4 separate regions of the Mus musculus genome follow, and regions 1, 2 and 4 are each linked to region 3. Evidence: chromatin contacts called from public HiChIP or PLAC-seq and Micro-C data. All regions are on one chromosome and are shown on one strand. Each heading gives the region's core, a stretch centred on a gene start, on an enhancer-like site or on the middle of the called end of the contact. The rest is flanking DNA. Distances are from core to core; before and after follow the strand shown.

Region 1 (5,083 bases), core at 1,437-3,936, 160 kb after region 3:
TCTACTATCTTCCCCCAAACCTATGCTCACAGAAGCATCCCCAATTAAATGCAACAGGACATGTTTGTGCACTCATCCCCACATGCACACACAGAGAGAGAGAAGAAAGTAGGAAAGAGCATGTAATGGGGAGGAAATATGATCAAAGTGTATATATGCAAGTTTATGTAATTATGAGAGAAGTAATTAAGAACACAGACCTAGAAGTTCAAATGGCAGTGCCCATTTCAATCATGAAAGTTGAATGAGCAGTTGAAAGTAAGCTGGAAATGTCTCAGCTGCTGTTCGGAGCCTGCTGATCACACGAGATGTTGGGAGCCCTTGGGTAAGAAGAGTCTTCATTTCAGCTTCTGAGTACAGAGTTCTGTACAATGCCATGAATCCCATTGCTTACACATGTGCCTTTAAGCAGAGGTATCGAGAGGTCTGAGACATAGGGAAGTATGGCTCTCTGACACCATGCAAGCCCTACCAGGGTAGTGAGCTCCTGTCGTCCCCAGGACAAGGACATGTTCCACAAATCCATCTCACTGCCCTACCACAGCAGCTGGGGCTATGGAAGGCCAGCTTGGAAGCCACTACAGCCTGTAAACCAGGCAGAGGGCAGACAGGGTGAGCATGTGTTAGAGTCTGAGCTGTTGGTGCCTGGCTCAAGTCAGGTGTCAGATGCTAAATGACTGCTGCACAGGCAGCTGGTCAGAGTCCATACAGATGGATAGAAGGAGATGTAGGGGACCTGTGAAACCAGTACTAAAAAGGTGGCAGTTTGATCTCCCTCAGGCATTGGAACTGGCTAACTCCAATCAGGATAAGTTTCCGAGGGAGCTGGGAGAGGTGTTCACAGTGGTGATGAGGCATCTGCTAGGTATGAGGACAAATCAGGGCAGGCAGGAGACTCCCACATGACAAGTAGATACTGTATCCAAGGTATCTGTCTGCCACCCTGATGGGCGTAGGATTAGAGCCTAGGTCAGAAGATGGTCCCTTGGAACAGCTGTTTGGCCCATCCCCAGCAAGCTGTAAACAGAGGTGCCAGTAAAGTTCTAGTTAGGTGCAGAAGTGGCAAATTCATCTCTTCTGCCTCTTTCCCTCCTTACCCCACCCCCACCCCCTTTCCTGGTAATTAAATCTAGAACCCTGTGCATGCTAAGGGAGCTCTCAACCACTGAGGAGTTCATCCCAGCTCCTTTATATTTTATAGTTTTAGATGAGGTCTTGCCAAATGATCCATCCTGGCCAGGAACTCACTATTCTAATCCGACCTAGCCTCCAGCTTGCTATCACCCTGCCTTGGCCTGGCAAGCGCTGAGATTATAGGTCTGCACCACTTTGTCTGTCAGAGTACCACATTTTCTGTATCACTTGCAAATGGTGTCAAATCAGTTCCCTGTACAGCTTTGCCCCTTTCATGCCCTGTGTACCTTCTGATTTCTATGGCTTGATAATCACTTCCACAGGAGGAAGAGTGAGAAAGTGGAGAATATTAACTGGGGTTTGTGGGTGGATGAGCACCAGCTGCATGCAATATAATGTTACAGATTATAGGTGTGTCTGTATGGGAGCTAAATCTCAGGTCTTTATCTGCTAAAGGCATGAACAGAGTAACATTTAGGGTCATGTCAATCCCTATGTATGCAGGGTTGGTCCACTGTAAAAAGGCTAATGTCAAAGACTTCGTGTGCCCTGCCTGAGCCTGCAGCACTCTGAGAATGCTGTGCACAGTGTGGCTGAGACTGTAGCACTATGAGGATGCTGGACACCAAGTGGCCTGAGCCTGTAGCAAGCACTATGAGGATGCTATGCACAATGTAGCATAGTTTTGCCTTTGAGAGGTGACTTTTAGCCTCAAATCTCAGCAGATAAGATGGGGGCTCTAGCTTGCCAAAGCTTCTGTGGCAGTCTACTGATCTCATTTCACAGATTCAGAGAAATTGAGACCCAGATGAATAACGGACTCATTTAACATCACAGCAACTTTCTGGTGTATTTCTACTATCATTTTCCCAGGGGATTATGGGACCTCAGTTCGTGAAGCACACTGGACACCTTTGAATAACTTCCAATTGTGTTTAATTCCATTCAGACCTTTGAGTCTGTTGCTGTTTCTTTATTTTCTTTGAGGACTCTCTAGATTTTTTTTAAGATTTTATCTATCTTGATTAGAATGGGTATTTTGCCTGAGTGTATCTCTGTGCATCACATGCATGTAGTACCCATAGAGGCCAGAAGAGGATGTTGGATCTCCTGAAAGTGGAGTTACAGATGATTGTTAGCGACCATGTGAGTGCTGGGAACTGAGCTCTGGTCCTTTGAAAGAGTGCTCTTAACCACTGAGCTATCCTGCCAGCCCCTCTAGAATTTTTTTTAACTGTTCCATACATGATCATACCCAGAGAGTCAACAACTAGAGCTAGAGTTATCTCTTTGAATCAGAAGTGCCCTGAGTTCCTTCTACACTCATTTTCGTATGCACATATGGAAAGGTCATCTCCATGAAGTTATACTGACCTTTTGTCCTCTCTGGGCTCGATTTTGTGTCCTGCCTGTATGCCTGCTTGGTCGAAGTTCCACACTGGGCTGGGACATAGGCAGTGGTGCAGTATGTGTTTAGTATGCTTTCCTTCCCAACAAAATAACTTCTTGCAGCCTAAAGTGTGGCTCTTTGCCCTAATGACTCCAACTGCTCCATACATGTTTATTCTGTGAATGATGTCACTGTTGAATCACAGGCAGGAAGGTGTGTCTGTGTACACGGGTATCGCCCTAAAATTAAACACTTTGCAAAACAAATAAAGGAAAGACTTAAGGGTACAACTAATTTAATAAAGCATTGGTGGTTTTATTTCCTTTCTGTACTTTATTTATGAGTAAATGTCCTAGTGCAGTGAATTAAACAGGACACACATGCTTTTTACTCAGAGAACTGCCCAATTGGCTTTTCACCAGCGTGTGTGTTTAATGAACTCTCCAAAAGGCAGCCCAAGCCTCTATTGAAATCAGTGTGAGGGTTCTTAAAAAGCTGCCAGTGCATAGCTATTATCTCTCCTGGGTGTGTACACTAGAAAGACCGAGTCAATGAACACAGAGACATGCACACCCAATGCTTACAGTAGCACAATAGCAAGATATGGAGTCTGTCTAGGTGCCCATCAATGGGTGAACTTAGAAATATGTTGTGTATATACACATGGAGTTTTAGCCATTTCTAAATGTTAGAAGTTCTAACATTTGCAGAAATGTGGATAAAACTGGAAGTCATCATCAGACTCAGAAAGATGAAGAGTGTGAATTTTCTCTCCTGTGTAGAATCTAGATTCAGGAGCAAGTAGGTAAGGCATTCAAACAGAAAGAAACTGCTTGGGAAAAGAAGCGAGGGGTGAGAAGGGGGATGAGGCATACGATCTAATGTGTGATGTATGTTAATGAAAGTGTTATAGTGAAATCCCTTCTTTTGTATAGTGATATATTAATGAACAAAAAAGGCTGTCCTGATAGGAAGCTGGTTGATATTAGATTCTCCCACTGGACAAGAAGACAATTCATTGCTTTTAAACCTTAATGATCATCCTTATACCATGTACCAGTTTTTTAAAATTTTAATCAGTTGTATATATTTATTACTACAAATTGAAATAACAAAATTTTCTTTATTGCAAATTTCCGAAAATGAGAAAAGTTCTAATTATTACCTTCTCATCAAACGACCCCAAATTCTGTTTTTATGTTCTTTCACATTACCGTATTTCATCTCAGACTTGAGACTTGTAAAGCACACGGACCACTTCAGAGTCATTGTGCTTGTTTGAATCAACTCAAGACATAAAAATATAAAGAAGTCATTTGCAAGCATCCAAACTGCTCACATTTCATGTAGAATTCCGGTGACAAGTTAGGAAAAGCTCACAGCACGTTCCCCCCCCTTCCTACCCTCCCCCCCAAAAAATGAATTAAAATAGAACAGAGAACTCAAGCTCAGATTATTAGTTGCTATACACCTCAATTTTCAAAGAGTAGCTTTCACACCTGCTGTATGGCGTTACCAGCAGTAAAGAACAGGATAGCGTCTAGACTTAAATTGACTTGTCTTATTTATTCCCTATTCTAGTAGTCCCAGAAGGGTCCCACCGCAAACTGCCAGCGCATTTGAGCTGTACATGGCTCTCTTCATCCTGGACTCCATTAAGACCAGTGCTTATTGTTTTTTTTTTCAATCTGGAAAATACTGTTTGGCTTTACCATAGGGTCTCTCTGCACTGACTCTAATGTCTAGCCTCCTCTCTGTCTGAGAAAGATGCCTTTACTCTCTCCCCAAATTCTCTCGCTTCTGTCCTGGGCCTGATGCTGACACTCTGGTGGGGGAGAAGGAAACGTGTTCCTTTGTACTCATTTTTAACTGCTGATTTCACTGGGCAATTGCACAGCTAATGACTGCAATGTACAACAGACCTGGGAAAGGTCAAGCAGGCCTGGGTTTAGGTCGGCTGCACATCAGGAAGATGAGTTAGGAACCTGTTCCTACTGTCCACTCCTCAGTCACCACGTTCCGCCATACACATGCTGGGGTGAGCACAGGAAGAGTTTGCCCAAGCTGCACGCTCCCATTTAGCATAAAGAAACAGCAAGGGAGTGGGTGGGTGGTGTGTGCCTGTAATCCCAGCTCGCAGGAGGCTGAGGCAGAAGGGTTTCTCTGAGTTCTAGTCAAGCATGGGCTGCTTCGTTGGATCTTCTTGGAAAAGAAAAGGCAGAGAGAAAGGAAATGAGGAGGGAGGGACAGAGAAACAGAAAGCAGACCTACCAGGGAGACCATTTTATATATTGATACAGTAGTACCATTTAGGAAGAGTGCCACATAAAATATCCATATAAAGCTTAGGCCCACGCGGCACTGTCGCTGTTTAGTGCAGGATCTTTCTAAAACATGTTTATCCTGCTTTTAAAAAGTTACAGAGCTGTAGAGATGACTGGTGGTTAGAAGCACTTATGGAGCTCTTATGGATGATACACGGTCAGTTCCAGCTTCCATATTAGGTAGCTCACAACAGCTTGTAAACTCCAGTTGCAGGGTATCTGATACCCTCTGGCC
Region 2 (4,778 bases), core at 929-3,428, 130 kb after region 3:
TCCAGGAAGACCAAGGTCATCCTTGGCTACATAGTAAATTAGGAGCCAGCCTGAGCTATAAGAGATCTTGAGAGGGTGTGGCACCAGCATTAGGGATATAGTTTGGTGGCAACGCACTTGCCTAGCTTGAACAAGGCTCAGAGTCCCAACCCCAGCACCACAAGAAAAAGAAGAAAGGTAACAAACACGCTGCCACTGAGTTGGTCAAAGCATTGCAGTTGAGATTAAATAAGGAAACACCCAGCCTGACTGAGCATGAAGCTAGAGGAGTGCCATTTAAAAGTAAGGATCATAATTATTTCCTGATTAGGTTTCTTCCAAGTAAGAAGGAGAGACTGGGATGCTAAGCACAGCTAAGCCCTTCCTGCATAACTGCTGCTCCCATTCTTTATATTACTGTAACTTCTCCACCCTTGCCTTAGGCAGCAAGTGGGGATGGGTGGACACCCAAATCAGAGGAAGATCCCATGTGATCCTCTGTGGTAGGGCAGCTTTAAAGAATAGGATTCTTTTGTGTTAGGAGCAGTTCTCAGAGGCTCTGATCTGGCCTTCATGTAATTGTTTAATAAAGACCATGGGGATTTTTTTCATTTACCCACTTGGAGGTAGCCCTCGTGGAAAGGGCCTTTCCCACCCATGTAGACTCCTGTGTTACTCAGTAGGTTCTCTTGGGGCAGCTAAGTGTGAAGCAGATGCCAGGCATTGAGAAGGACACGGAGAAATAAGGCTGATTTTCCTTTTACGGCTGTGAGGGCAACCAAGCTACAGAGAAGGTAGTTTCAAGGGTTCTAGAGCATGGCTCTGTGGTCCAGACAAAGGGGGGTTGGGGAGAATTAGAGGACGAGTAACCAAGCTAGTCAATGATAGTAAGAGGAACAGGTTTAAGTGGACCAAGACAATGGGTGGGGAATGGAAGGAGGGGATCATGAAGCTTAAAGCCTTGCTTGCCAAGAACATTGAGGAGAACAGCAGGTGAGGAAACAGACAGGCCAATAAACAGGTGACTGTGGAGACTAGTGAGCACCACACTAGGGATTTGGACTTCCAGGATTTTCACCTGGGAGAGCAACAAGGGGCGAACAGTAACCACTGACAATGTGTCAGGTGACCTAGAGCAGAAAGGTCTCTCAAAGGGGAGACTTTCTCGGAAGCGACTGTAAGCTGGTTCTTCCTTGCAATGGAAGCACTCCATTCTCCCCTCCATCGGACTAAGGTTTTAGGAGGTGAAGTGGCTGCCCCAAGGCCACACAGCTGCTCGTAGTGTCACACTGGAATAAACTTGAGTCCAGCTGAGGAAGAATTTGGCTTAAACACCGGGGGATTTGACTAGTGGAGAATTCTGTTACTTGAAGGTCAGTAATGTTACTCAGCATCTATTTACTGAGCCCACACTTGGCACACAGCGCGACACATGTGGTGACCACAACATGACCTGTGAAGTCCCCTACTTAGGACTCAAGAACATTCTGCCCTCTGAGTCTTTGTTCCATGATAAACACATGGACATGTAGACAAGAGAAATTCACTGCAGAAATGGGGCTGAATAGCTAAATTCCTGAGGCAGGGCTTGGCTGAGGACTGGGGTGTAGTGGTATCCAACTGTTCGTGTCCAGTGCAGGCAATTGCACTGCGGACACCATGAGCCAAAAAGACAAGATGGCGCTCATCCCTAGTCAGTCTCAGAACTGCTCCTACTCAAAGTACTTCAGTTGGGCTGGACAGAAAACCACCTACCGAAGCTCTCTGTTAACACAGTCCCTCTCCACAGGCCTGTTTCTTGAACATGGCTTTCCTGCTGCTGGCCTGATCTGACTCCCTGTTTGACTGGCTGGTGTTTCAATGTTGATCGCAGTACAGGAGGGTTTTCCACTTGTGGGGAGGGGGGATGCTAATTTTAACCACCATGTGTCCTATCAGATCTGATTTCTGTTTTTATTGTAATCTTAATTTAAAACTAAACCCAAAGCAATCCTCATTGGTTATATTCTCCAAAGCCAATGCAGTGAGGTCAGAGAGCCCGAGGCTTGGAACCGAGCCTTGCCTTTACCACCAACTGACTCCCTGACCTTATTTTCCCCTTTAATAAAATGAGATGGTTGGATGGGGATCAGTGGCTGCAGACTGGCAGCATGAGTCAGCCCCTGACCCTTGTCGTGTTTCGTGTGACCTCAGCTTTGTTTTATTTGCTAATTGAATTTCAAGATCTTTAAGCAAGGCAAGAGCTGGGTGTTTCGTTATGGGCTCCCCTCTCACACCCACCAATTCCACATGAGCCTTATCTGACTAGGACCCAACTCCAGCAGCCCTGCTCCATGTTCTCTGAGATTTCTTTCATCTGAAATAGAATTTTTCAATTTCTTTGCACCTCCAGGGCATTTTGTACCTCTGCCTGCCTTGCTCTTTGGCATTGAAAACTATGTTGTGGTGGGGTTTTTTCGCCCAACAGAGAAAAGTCACACACAGTAGCAAAGCCAGCCTCTGATGGTGCCAAGGCTTGTAGGCCACCTGGTATTGCAAGCCTTGCACCCTCCTCCCCCATGCTGCTGTTAGTGTTGATATGGCAGTGCTGCAAAGAGAACACTAACCAGGGACCGCAGTGCTGGTGGGTGTGACAGTCCACCTATACTGCAGACCCTACAGTGCCCAGAGCCCTGCTTCTAGAGCTGTCACCTGGGGAGTTATCAGAAATGTACATTCCAAGTTCATGCTCTAGACCTCCCAACTATATGGTTTTGTCATCTCTAAAACAAGCCGGTAAACTAGCCCTCCCAGTTATGAGGAGGGGTCAGTAGTATTTGTAGGACATGCCACAGTTGTCCTTAAATAGAAAATGCACCAGTGCCACTACACTGTCTGTCACCCCGGTTTACTGGACCCAGCCCCACTCTCTGAGAACAGGGTCATGGAACCTATGTATACAACGTTGTCCCAGGTGAGGGTGCAGCAACTGGTGTGTGGCCATGCAGATCTCCATGCCAAAGAACACTTCCCCTACTACAGGAACATGGGGAGGTAAGAAGCAGGAATCACCAACTGAGGGGGATTTGGATATCACTCATGGTACAATGGCACTTGGGTAGGAGCCTGCCGGGCATGTGAACCTAAGGGAAGCCAGTGTAGCTAGAGTGACTGATGGAAATGGCAGGTGGGGAGGTTAAAGACAGGGAAGGGGTCAGGAGCACACCAAGGCTAGAGCCATCCTGAAACACTTTGCTTTTGTTCTGAGTGACATGAGACCCCTCAGGTGGGCTAGATGGCATGTGATAATGACATCCATCCTAAACAGAATGACCCTCACTGGAATATCAAATTCTTCTTTACAAAATAACTAAAATTAAGAGCAGCAGACAAGGAAAGATAGAAGGAGAAAAAAAAAAATCATACCGTCTTTGCACTCCAAGTAAGGATTTTAATTCTGACCCTGGTCCACAGAGGATGCTAAAGCTGGCAGAGAATGCTGATGGATATAGCTAGGACAGGAAGCTAAGGAGCAGCCTGTAAATCCACACAGCAGCCTTGTCTTCAAGCTGAGTCATACTCTCCCCTCCGCAGCGTGAAGTGCAGACACAACATTTGTAGAATCTCCTTCCAGAATTCTTGAATTAGTCAGACTTCCAGTTTAGAGACTAAACTGAGGCATGAGAGAGCAGATTAACAGTCCCGTGGGGAAGTGATTATTTCAGATCGAAGCCACTGGGCTTCTTCATCAAGACTATTCCACGAGAAGAGTGGGCACAGGTAGCAGTAGCTCTAGAGGGAAGGAGACAGTAGAGAGAAAATCTCTCAAGTTAGAAGAGGACTCCAGAGCCTTTGGAACTGGATAGCTCTAAGCCACCATGTGGCATGCAGATGCTTAGAATTGAACCTGCACCCTTTATAAGAGCAACAAACCCGAGACAATTATTGTATAGATTTATTTTTATTTTTAAATTATGTGAGTGTATTGTCATATGAATGTAAATGCAGGGATCTGGGGAGCTACAGAAGGGCATTTGTTCTCTTGAAGATGGACTAATAGTCAGAGGTGAGCCTCCTGGTATGGGTATTAGAAGCTGAGCTCAGGTCTCCTGAAGAATAGCAGGCCATCTTAGCCTCTGAGCAATCTCTCTAAACCCAAGAAAGGTAATTTTTAAAGGCAGATGCTACATAAGATGTAGCATTAGGGGTAAACTCTGGTAGAATAATAGACCAGCATATACCTAGACTTTGGGTCCCATCCCTAATATAAGAGTTGGAAGGAGAGGTAAAGACAGAAAATAATGACTGTAGTGCCAAAAAAAATCAGTTAAGACACTTGCCTGATGACCTGAGTTCAGTGCCTGTCATGGAAGGAAAAACCAACTCCCACAGTTGTCCTCTGGCCTCTCCACACATGCCATGTCACACATGTTCTGGAAGTATATGAATATATGTGTTTGCATGTACATGTGTGCATGCATGTGTGCACACACACATACACACAGAGTAAATGAATAAATATGGTTAATAATAATAATAATAATAAAGGGATGCTGGTGATAAGATATACAAGCTGGGAAATCCCTGCTGGCAACTGGGGAACTAAGTGTGTTGATACAGGCACAGTTGGAAGGGATTAGGTGTTATTTTGTTGGCTAGCACTCCTCTAGGATTTCTAGCTCAAAGTCCTGTGAGGCTTCCCTCACTGGGATGCATGCATTCATCCATGGTCTCTTATTGAGTGTGAATTTGACCCATAGGAAAGCTGGTGCCGGAGGAGCAGAGGGTAAAGAATCTTTAATGAGAAAACTAAATGGTAG
Region 3 (4,932 bases), core at 1,615-4,114:
TACCCTAAACCTGTCATACATATATTTAGTTCTATACAGAAATATCTTCCCCCAAAACTCAAAGTATTTTCCAGAATTTTCTTTTCTAAAAGGCTATGGACAATACATATCCACAAAGTTCACACATGACTTATACAGCCAAAGGGGACCCTCACCAGAGCCTGCACAATGCTGTTTGGAGGTCTGCCTTCAAATCTGTGAGCTACATAAGCCTCCTCTCTGAGAGAGAGAGACAGAGACAGAGAGAGACAGAGACAGAAACAGAGACAGAGACAGATATTAAAATAATTCACCAAAAATTATGCTTGAGGAAATGATGGTATTTCTAAAAGTGGGATACAAGAAGGATTCTGGGTGTACCCTTCAGATGTGATTTAGATAGATCAGAAAATAGAAACTAAATAAACAACACAAAATAGTGGATGGCCACAACCAATTGCCGCAAACAAGAGAGCATACACAGCCCAGCAGCTAGGAAGTGGGTATTATGTTCCATTGTTTATCATACCACCTTGTTTGTTCCTGAGAAAATTTCAAGGACATTAGTGAGCCCCTCCCCTTATCAGAGAGCCAAGACCCCAGAAGTGGATAGTGAGCTTGGGAATCAGAAGAAGATTACATACTCACATAGGAGAGACCAAGGATACGGTTCCGGGGTAGAGTGTAAAGTCATGAGTTTAATCTGGAGGGTGGGGCTAACAGAATAAACAGTGCTGAGTTTAGAAGACTTTTTCAGTCCTTTGAGCAACAGCAGCAGAGGAAGACCATGTCTATTTAGACTCCTGGTTGCTCTAATAGGGACAATGTAGTTATGTGGACCCACAATATATTAATTCCTTTCTAATGGCTCCTATTATGTGCAAATTCCTGGGTTAGAGAAGGTATTTTTAAGACTTTTAAAATCTTAATTCAAATTCAATATCTCTATTAACAGATGAGATTGGAAATAAAACTAAAGCGGTACCAACAACAACAAAACAAGCTAAAGTCTGGGAGAATCTATTTATAAAACATGTAACTATTACAGAAGGGGCATTAACGATATAAAGAATCCGTGCAAATTATTGGGCTTTTTTAAAAATAAACAATTGAGAACAACAACAACAAGATGACCATCACGCAAAACAACCTTGGCCCCTTTCTAAGTGCCCCGAACTACTTAGAGGTCTCTAGACAGCGTGATGATCTCCCTTCCAGATTGCTCACACTAAAGCCTGTAGCTGTTTCATCACATGGGACACTCTTGACCTTGAAGATCTTCAAGGCCTGCCCAGGCCTGAAAAATTGGTTTCTTAGTGAGCCTCAGATCATGCTTGCATGCCTCCAACTCTAAACATGCCAGAGACAATTGCTCCTGGGGCCTCCACCATTCCTGCCCACTAAATCTGTTGGCCTAGATAACGTGGGCATCTCTTTCTGAATGTCATGCACACACAAATGTTCTGTACCACCTCCAGGCCAGGAGTCATCTGTGTATGCCTGTATTCGTTACTGTTCTATTGCTGTGATAAAATACCTCTAACAAAGACACTTTTAGAAGAATTTTTTGGGGGTTTTCAATTTTGGAGAGTTAGAGTCCATGACCATCACTTCAGGGAGCATGGGAGCAAGCAGGCATGCATAGCCCTGGAGCAGTACCTCAGAGCTTACATCTTGGGTCACAAAAGCAAAGCAGAGAGAGCTAACTGGGAATGGTGTGGGCTTTTGGAACATCAAATCTCCCGCCGCTGTCCCCACCCCCAGTGACACGTCTCTACCAACAAGTCCATGTTCCCAAATCTGTCCAAACCGTTCCATTAACTGGGAACTAAGTATTCAGATATATGAGCCTATGAAGGTCAATCTCATACAGACCTTTATAGTGGCATACACTGGCTTATGTAAAAAATGCTAGATTACCATCAGTTACTAACTACATTATAACTATTCGACCCATTGATATTAGACATGGGGGTGTCATGCTATCACAGTACATGGTACATGGAATAAATTCAACCCAGTCTTAAGACAGTGGTCAGGCCGTTATCCACACTACGAATTCTCCCTGGGGAACAGTCTCTGCTTGTGGAGCACTTTCCCTTGTGGAGATGTTGAAGTCCTTACCATCTTTCAAAGTTCTAAATTTGAAATAAATTGAATTGGTTTTGAAATTATAGGCATTAAAAGAAGTACCATCCAAGATTGTGGCATTGCTTAGTAAATGTCTCCCTGTGAGGAACTCATCCTTTGGAGTGGTCCTGGCCCTGTTGGAAGGCTGAATGGAAAGTTAGAACACTTTGCACAAACATGCCTAATCTATACATCACTTCAAAGCTCTCAACACAAAATAGCATTTCTACTTTAAAGGTAATAAGAAAATTGTTTATCCTAGACCAAATATGAGCGACACATTCAAGTTACTCAAAATGGACATGTTCCACCATGATAGAGGTTATATGAACTGCTAAGTGTTGCAGAACAAAAGAATGCTGTGAACCAGTAGATTTACCAAGATGCTCCAGCAACACAGAGAAGCCTCCCCAGGTTTCAGATGCTATTTGAGCGCATTCTTAGCTTTAGAGTTGATAGAGGCCGGAGGTCTGCTGAGATTAATGATATATTCCCAAGAAGTTTACCTATTAATTAGGAGAATGTTCAAGTACATATAAAAGTTAAAGTGTTGGCTGGTTGAAAGACCTAAGACAACCCACAATAATTTGGGCACTTTCATTGAATAATGTGGAGAATGATGATAATAACACTTTCACCATGTGTAGCTTGGCAAGCTCTCTCACTCGGAGTTGCCAGAAACAGAAAGGGGCTGGAGAGTCTTCCAGCCCCACAGCCCATCCCTAGTGAAGCCATTAACAAGCATTTACAGAAACCACCAACTTGGGCAATGGTGACCTACTGCTGAGTCATTATGGCAGCCCAGGCTGTTTATTGCCTTATTTGTGTCAGATATTTATAAAATGACCCCCAAGGGACATAAATAAACTCATCCAAGACTCTGAGTGTTGAAATCACAAGTAGATTGAAAAGAACTAGCAATTTTGAAAGGTTTAGCTAATTTAAGTAGAAGAGAGCTCTGGGAGGGGCTGGACGTCACCTGTCTTTATGGACAACTGTCAGTAGGAGTCTGAGGACAGAAAGAAAATATGAATGAGTTACATTTTCATTTTGGCCTTTAAATGTTGCCTTAGTGTCCCAGATTTCTCCACTGCTACATATCAAGTTCAAGATTTTTTTCTGTTTTTAATTCTTTAACTGGCAGAGACGACAAAGAGAATCAGGACTCCCAGACAGTCTCTCTCTCTCTCTCTCTCTCTCTCTCTCTCTCTCTCTCTCTCTCTCTCTCTCTCTGACACAGGTCCAAATCTTTTTTTTAATTGGATATTTATTTTATTCATTTACATTTCAAATGCTATCCTAAAAGTCCCCTATACCATCCCTCCTGCCCTGCTCCCCTACCTACTCAGTCCTACTTCTTGGCCCTGGCTTTCCCCTGTACTGGGGCATATAAAGTTTGCTAGACCAAGGGGCCTTTCTTCCCAATGATGGCCAATTAGGCCATCTTCTGCTACATATGCAGCTAGAGATCCGAGCTCTGGGGATACTGATTATTCATATTGTTGTTCCAACAGGTCGAAATTTTAAGTCTGTTTACCTAACACATTGGTTATTGTTCTCATTGTTTCTCTCTGAAGAGCCCCCTGCCACACAGAGTTGTCACAGAACTGCCTTGCTCTCCTGACCTCTAATTCAGCACATATAAACATAACATCCTCTCTTACCAGTTTCCTCCTCTAGAAGCCACTGAGATCTTCTGTTTGCCTACCTAGTTAATTATTCCTCCCTTTCAATGTCTAATAAAATTGTCTGAGAGTTCCCTTCCAGGTCTGCTTTGAAACTATTTTATCTGTACAACTAAGAATCTGTAAAGCAGTCCCTGTGTACTTGGACTAATACTTTAAAAATGAAATTAACTTTGAAAAGTTAAATTAAGCAAACATGGAAATAATAGCATCTGATTAACTGAATTGCTTATAACTAACAAGAGAGTCCCTTTAGCACTTGGTAAGAAGGCTGGCTTTGCCTCACTTGGCTTCCTTTGGCTCTGTCAGCTGGGTCTTTCCCAGCTGTGTGATCTTCAGGTGAGTCTTCAGAAAGCTTAATATCCTATGGAAAGACTTGGAGGTACTCATTTTCCTGTAGTTAAGCTTTAAGCTTCCAGAGAGATATAGTTGGAGAACAGCTATGTAATAACCCATTGATTGTTTCCATAATTTCATTATTGATTATTATAATGCAGAGAGTTCAATTTTAGGGGACAACATGAAGGAGTTCCTCCCTGGGAACCTGAGAGACTGGGCTCTACCAAACTGGTGTCTAATGAACACTTCAATTTAACTCAAAGGATTCTATTTATCAAAGAAAATGAAGGGCATACTGTAAAGGCCTGGTGGATCTCTTTAAGCTTATCTTTTAGAAGTTAGACTTCCCTGTCCAAGAAGGGAGTTTCCTGTGTCTTGGAAGCATTCCCAACTCCTCACAGTGTGGAGAGCAAGAGCTACCCTTACCCAGCTGGAACCTTCTCTTATATTTTGAGTAATCACACTTGTTTAACCAATGAAAAGGTACCTCCACCAGAGGTGCCCGGAAGTACAAATCGCTATTTGCCAAGCTACATGCAGGCTTTAGTTAGTGTGCGTTCAGACATGGGTTTAATGCAAGCCAGCCTCCTTTTCATTAGCCTAGAACTTCAATAGTGAGGCTGAATTCCAATAATTCCATGGATGAGCATATGGGATCAGGGTTGAAAGGGGAAATGAGAGACCAAGGAACAGTGCCTTAAATCAGTGACTCGCCTGAGGAAGGAGATGGTCTTCAGTTTATTGACATGGTCTAAATGGGTGAAGAACAACTAACATCTCGGAGCCTTAACTCGGGTTT
Region 4 (4,473 bases), core at 1,786-4,285, 230 kb before region 3:
ATCTTTTCCATTTACCTGTTCTTAGGGTAAATCACTACTAGGTGGATGCGAAAGAACCTTGGCTAAGGGTGAATTGTTATATGTGCAAATAACTGCCTTCCAATGCTTTAAGTCAATCTTGCTTGTTTGTTATTTAGCCAATTAACCCCATAAGGATGTGGGATAATAAATAAATAAATAGATAGATAGATAGATAGATAGATAGATAGATAGATAGATAGATATTTTCACGATGTCAAATGAAACATATAATACTCAATTAGAATAAAACTTTAAAGATTTGCATACTAAACTGCCATTACTTTAAAAACTCTAAATTCTTCTCTATAATCTGGTGATTACTAATTCATTTAATCCTATCTTCTCAAAAGATCCTTTGCCCAGATCTTTTCCAAATCCCATGGACTTCCTGGGTGCCCCCCCCCCCCCGTGCCTTTTGTGCTTCTGTAAGTCCCCACCTACTTCCTGTCTAGCCTTTTGGAAGTTGTAGACTCTCAGAAACATCACACACACACACACACACACACACACACACAGACACACACACACACACACACACACACACACACACACACAGAGAGAGAGAGAGAGAGAGAGAGAGAGAGAGAGAGAGAGAGAGAGAGGGAGGTATTTTAATGCTCACATTGAGATTCTTGTCAATCTCACGACTTTCTCTTTCATTGTGCGTGCCATTTTCCAGGTTTCTTCCTACTGCTGTGCCCCAGGTCAGGGCATTCCTGTGAACCGTCAACTGTGTAATAAGTTCACTAATAGAAACTCTGGTGGAGGAAGTAGCCTGCTACACCACGGTCCTGTGTTCCCCTCTATACTCTTGTTTCCTAACCTCTGTAGGCATGCTGTTTTGCAGTAGAGTCCAGCATCCTAACACCTACCTCCCTATTTCCACCATTTCTGATGCTTCTTTAGTCTTTGCATGTCTTTGATGACCTTAGCATTTGTTACTGTTTTTTTCTTTTTTACCCTTAATTCTTTTTATCTGTGTTGGGATGCACCTGAATCAGGGTACCTGGATAGAGGTCAGAGGACAATGGCTGGAGTTGGTTCTCTTCCTCCCACTATATGGGTCCCCAGGATCAAACTCAGGTAGTTTGGCTTGGTGGCAAGTGCCTTTATTCAGTGAGCTATCTCTGGCCCACCTTGGCACTTTTGAAGAGTATTTACAAGCCATTTTTGTAGGTTATCTCCTCAGTACAAGTTTGGGCAAGTGTTCTTGTTAACTACATTAGGGTTATGGGTTTGAGGAAAGCACCTCATAGAACCGCAGTGTGTTATATCAGAGGGCCCGGTGTTGCTGTGCATTATTGTTCGTGTTCTATTTGGCTGCTTGGTGAAGGTGATACATATATTAATGGCCTTCATCACTCAAATGTCCCTCTGTTTGTGGTAGTTATTGAGAGAAAGATGCATTGAGATTATATGACCATCCCCACTCATGTTGCTAGCTAGCTTCCGTCAGTGAATCATGATATATCATTTGCACAAGTGATCAGGTGGTAATTTTTTAAATTCCCTAACTCTTAGGCAATATTTTCTAATTGGAATGCTTCTCTAAAGAAGGAATAGTTCTCTCTCTTCTGTCTGGTATTTTTGTTGAGTAAGAACATTTTCCCATAGAAGATATGGAATCTGTGTTAACTCAATTGTATATCTAGCAGTATGGACTCACAAATTTCTGATTTTGTTCTCTGGTATAAAACTCAATACTATGGTTATTTATTTTGTTCCTTGAATAGCCTATGCTTTGGCCACTAGTTGTTCCTCAAAGGCATCTATGGTATCTGCAAATACCTGGTCCTTTTATATTTCTTTACTTTTGGCCTTTGAGGATGTTCTGGGCACATTATATGTTTTGTGTTTATGCTTTTGTTTTTATTTTTTTATACCCCAATCCTGGAACTAACCACTTCTTTATAAGCTTTGGATTCTTCTGGCTCCAAGAACTGGGCCATGGTTGTGTTTGTTGATATTCAAAGTTCATTGCTTCAACAGCCCTTCAAACAGACAGAGGAAATAAGTATATGCATATGTATAATCTATCTGTCTGTCTATCTATCTATCTATCTATCTATCTATCTATCTATCTATCTATCTATCTATTGATTTATGTATGCATGTATGTATCTATCTATTTATCTATCATCTTCATATTAAAAATGCATGGGTTCATATTGATGCATCCTATATATTACATACCACACGGTTAATCTTTCCCTTTCTCTTTTACTAATTTGAAAGCTTTTTAAACATTACTATATAATAATGACCAGATAACCATGGTACCTCTCTTTCCTGCCCAGTAGTTTAGTTACTTGTCACAAATGGTTAAATACATAACTAGTCATTTCTTTTGTAGCTACTGTTAGATTGTTATTTTAAAAGTTTAGAGTTATACTATCATAGATATAAAGTTTATCATGCAGGCATCTGGTGCATTTTGAAGAGCATAAAATGTAAAGGCATACATGTGGTTTTCTCAAAAACTAATTGATGATTATCTGACCATAAAATCACACTCATTACACAATGATGAAAAGAATGAGAAAATGACCTAACAAAACATTTTTGTTTCCCCATCAAATCTATTTCTGTCCCACTCCTAACTAAGCTACCAACAGCTGCAGTGTGACCATGTAATTGACCAAGACTTTAACTTCCCCTTGTGACCTCAGAAGTCAATCTGGATAAACCTGAATTCTGAGGAAGAAACATCTCCCTTGAAATTCAATCCAGTGAAAGAAGAATAAACTACATTAGGAAGCCTCTTTTTTTCTAACACACTAAGCTTACTCTTAAAAAAATTTAAAACTGAAAGTAAAAATTATATGACATATAATGGAAGCTAGAATAGAAATGTTTTCTAAGGACTGGGATTTTAATGCTAAGGATGAGGGTCAAAGGTTTAGGAACATCTTTGATGAGATTTTTTTCCCCATGAATTCTAGAGTCATAGTAATAGTGCTGTGTATTGAATCAACACCAGGGAAATCTGTATGACTTACAATCCATCCAGTCAGTCGTGGGCTGTGGGTAGAAATAAAATCAGTTGTGAGAAATTGGATGTCATAACTCCTACTGAGTGTTGATGTGTGGTCAGAATTCTTACCACCACTTATGCAGGGCTAGAATCCCTAATAGAAAACTATTTTAGTTCTGGAAGAGTTTCTGAGGTAATGTAGAAGATGCCCACAGAAAACCCTTAACAGCCTACAATACATATGGAATCCTCCTTAGAGCAATTCCCATTAGAGATGAAATCAGAGGGAAATATTACCAGGTAGGTGTGATGGCTACTCTTGGTTGTTATCTTGACTACATCAAGAAGTTGACTAAACCCAAGCTGCTAGGCATTTCCCTCAAGGATTTTTTAAAATAAGATTATTTGAAACAAGAAACCCTACTCTAAATCTGGGCCACACCTTCTAGTGGCAGCCCACATAAAAGATGCATGCTTTCTTGCCCTCCTCTTGATGGAAAGTTCATTTATCCTGCTGCTGTGGCTTGTGTTAAATTCAACTTCTTCAGGACTTCAGTGGAGGATGCAGGCCAGCAGCTCTTCAGGAATTCTCCAGGATTCCAGTACCAGAGTGAGATGGGGGATATTCAGCATCATGAACTGAACAACTGTCAGGTGCTCAGCCTTTTTACCCGGAGCCAGCCATTGTTGGAATTTAAAAAACCATGGCCTGCAAGCTACTCTAATAAATCCCATATATATGTATACATATTCATCATATCAGTTATGTTCCTTTGGAAAATTCTGAGTAATATAGTAGATAAAGAATTCAGTCTAAACATTGATATAATACTGCAGACTATATTTTATAGTAAATAGAAAATATAGAAGGATAACTGAGCTATCCGAACATAACTTTTAAACAAACAAGAAATAGAACATATAAAGCAAAAAACATAAGATGTCATTTAAAAGAAAATCAACACTGGATTTGAAAATAAGTGAGATAAGATTCTAGAGAAAGAAACTGGTCCCTGAAACAATAATTCATTGGTTGAACAATAGCTTAGATGCAGCTAAAGAGAGAACTTATTGACTGGAAATGAAAGCTGTAGAGAGAGCATTTGTAGTAAGAGATGCTGTTGCTAAAATTCCTTCCCAGTGGGAGTCATAAAGCAAAGTCTGTTCCTCTTCCTGGGCTCCCAGTGATAATCTAAGGTACAATTTCACCCAAGTTCACTCCAGGGAAACCAATGAGTTTATTCGGCTTCCTTACAGCTCTCCGTTTAAAATATAAATAAAAAATTACATGCAAATGTGTTAATGACAGAAAAAGAATAAAGATGAAATATGTAATTTATAAGATTATAGGCAATGGGAATAAGGAAAAATTGATCCCATCAAAAAGAGGACAGGCCAAAGAAGAGAAACAGTCTCAGTCCCTGCTTATTGTCTGCTGTGTGGTAGGAGCGGCTTTCCCCTGCAGTCATCATTTCTGC

The links. A called contact is a pair of places that touch in the nucleus more often than the background predicts. HiChIP or PLAC-seq counts read pairs in DNA pulled down with a chosen protein or histone mark.
Region 1: a contact with region 3 is called in a FOXA1 HiChIP or PLAC-seq map of pancreatic cancer cells. The contact joins two enhancer-like sites. A contact is called at or near these places in 8 of 484 Hi-C or Micro-C datasets (B cells, the G1E-ER4 cell line, the HPC-7 cell line and 4 more) and 2 of 115 datasets of contacts at active chromatin or transcription factors (embryonic basal ganglia and pancreatic cancer cells).
Region 2: a contact with region 3 is called in a FOXA1 HiChIP or PLAC-seq map of pancreatic cancer cells. The contact joins two enhancer-like sites. A contact is called at or near these places in 1 of 484 Hi-C or Micro-C datasets (beige adipocytes) and 2 of 115 datasets of contacts at active chromatin or transcription factors (embryonic stem cells and pancreatic cancer cells).
Region 4: a Micro-C map of muscle stem cells shows a contact between it and region 3, with 4 times the contacts expected there. The contact joins two enhancer-like sites. A contact is called at or near these places in 1 of 484 Hi-C or Micro-C datasets (muscle stem cells) and 1 of 115 datasets of contacts at active chromatin or transcription factors (embryonic stem cells).

Annotation. Positions count from the first base shown.
Region 1 is chr13:34,205,869-34,210,951 of GRCm38.p6, reverse strand. The region is part of intron 4 of Slc22a23 (solute carrier family 22, member 23); the gene reads left to right. Among named protein-coding and RNA genes, the nearest start is that of Gm52037, 11 kb to the right of the region's middle. Within about 2 kb of position 2,686, at least 18 of the 459 cell types and tissues checked have an H3K27ac peak or open chromatin away from gene starts, as enhancers often do. A contact at or near this core is called in pancreatic cancer cells, where this site is marked.
Region 2 is chr13:34,231,956-34,236,733 of GRCm38.p6, reverse strand. All of the region lies in intron 3 of Slc22a23 (solute carrier family 22, member 23), which reads left to right. Among named protein-coding and RNA genes, the nearest start is that of Gm52037, 36 kb to the right of the region's middle. Within about 2 kb of position 2,178, at least 30 of the 459 cell types and tissues checked have an H3K27ac peak or open chromatin away from gene starts, as enhancers often do. A contact at or near this core is called in pancreatic cancer cells, where this site is marked.
Region 3 is chr13:34,363,368-34,368,299 of GRCm38.p6, reverse strand. No RefSeq gene overlaps it. Among named protein-coding and RNA genes, the nearest start is that of Slc22a23, 21 kb to the right of the region's middle. Within about 2 kb of position 2,864, at least 24 of the 459 cell types and tissues checked have an H3K27ac peak or open chromatin away from gene starts, as enhancers often do. A contact at or near this core is called in muscle stem cells and pancreatic cancer cells, where this site is marked.
Region 4 is chr13:34,595,158-34,599,630 of GRCm38.p6, reverse strand. No RefSeq gene overlaps it. Among named protein-coding and RNA genes, the nearest start is that of Pxdc1, 55 kb to the left of the region's middle. Within about 2 kb of position 3,035, at least 2 of the 459 cell types and tissues checked have an H3K27ac peak or open chromatin away from gene starts, as enhancers often do. A contact at or near this core is called in muscle stem cells, where this site is marked.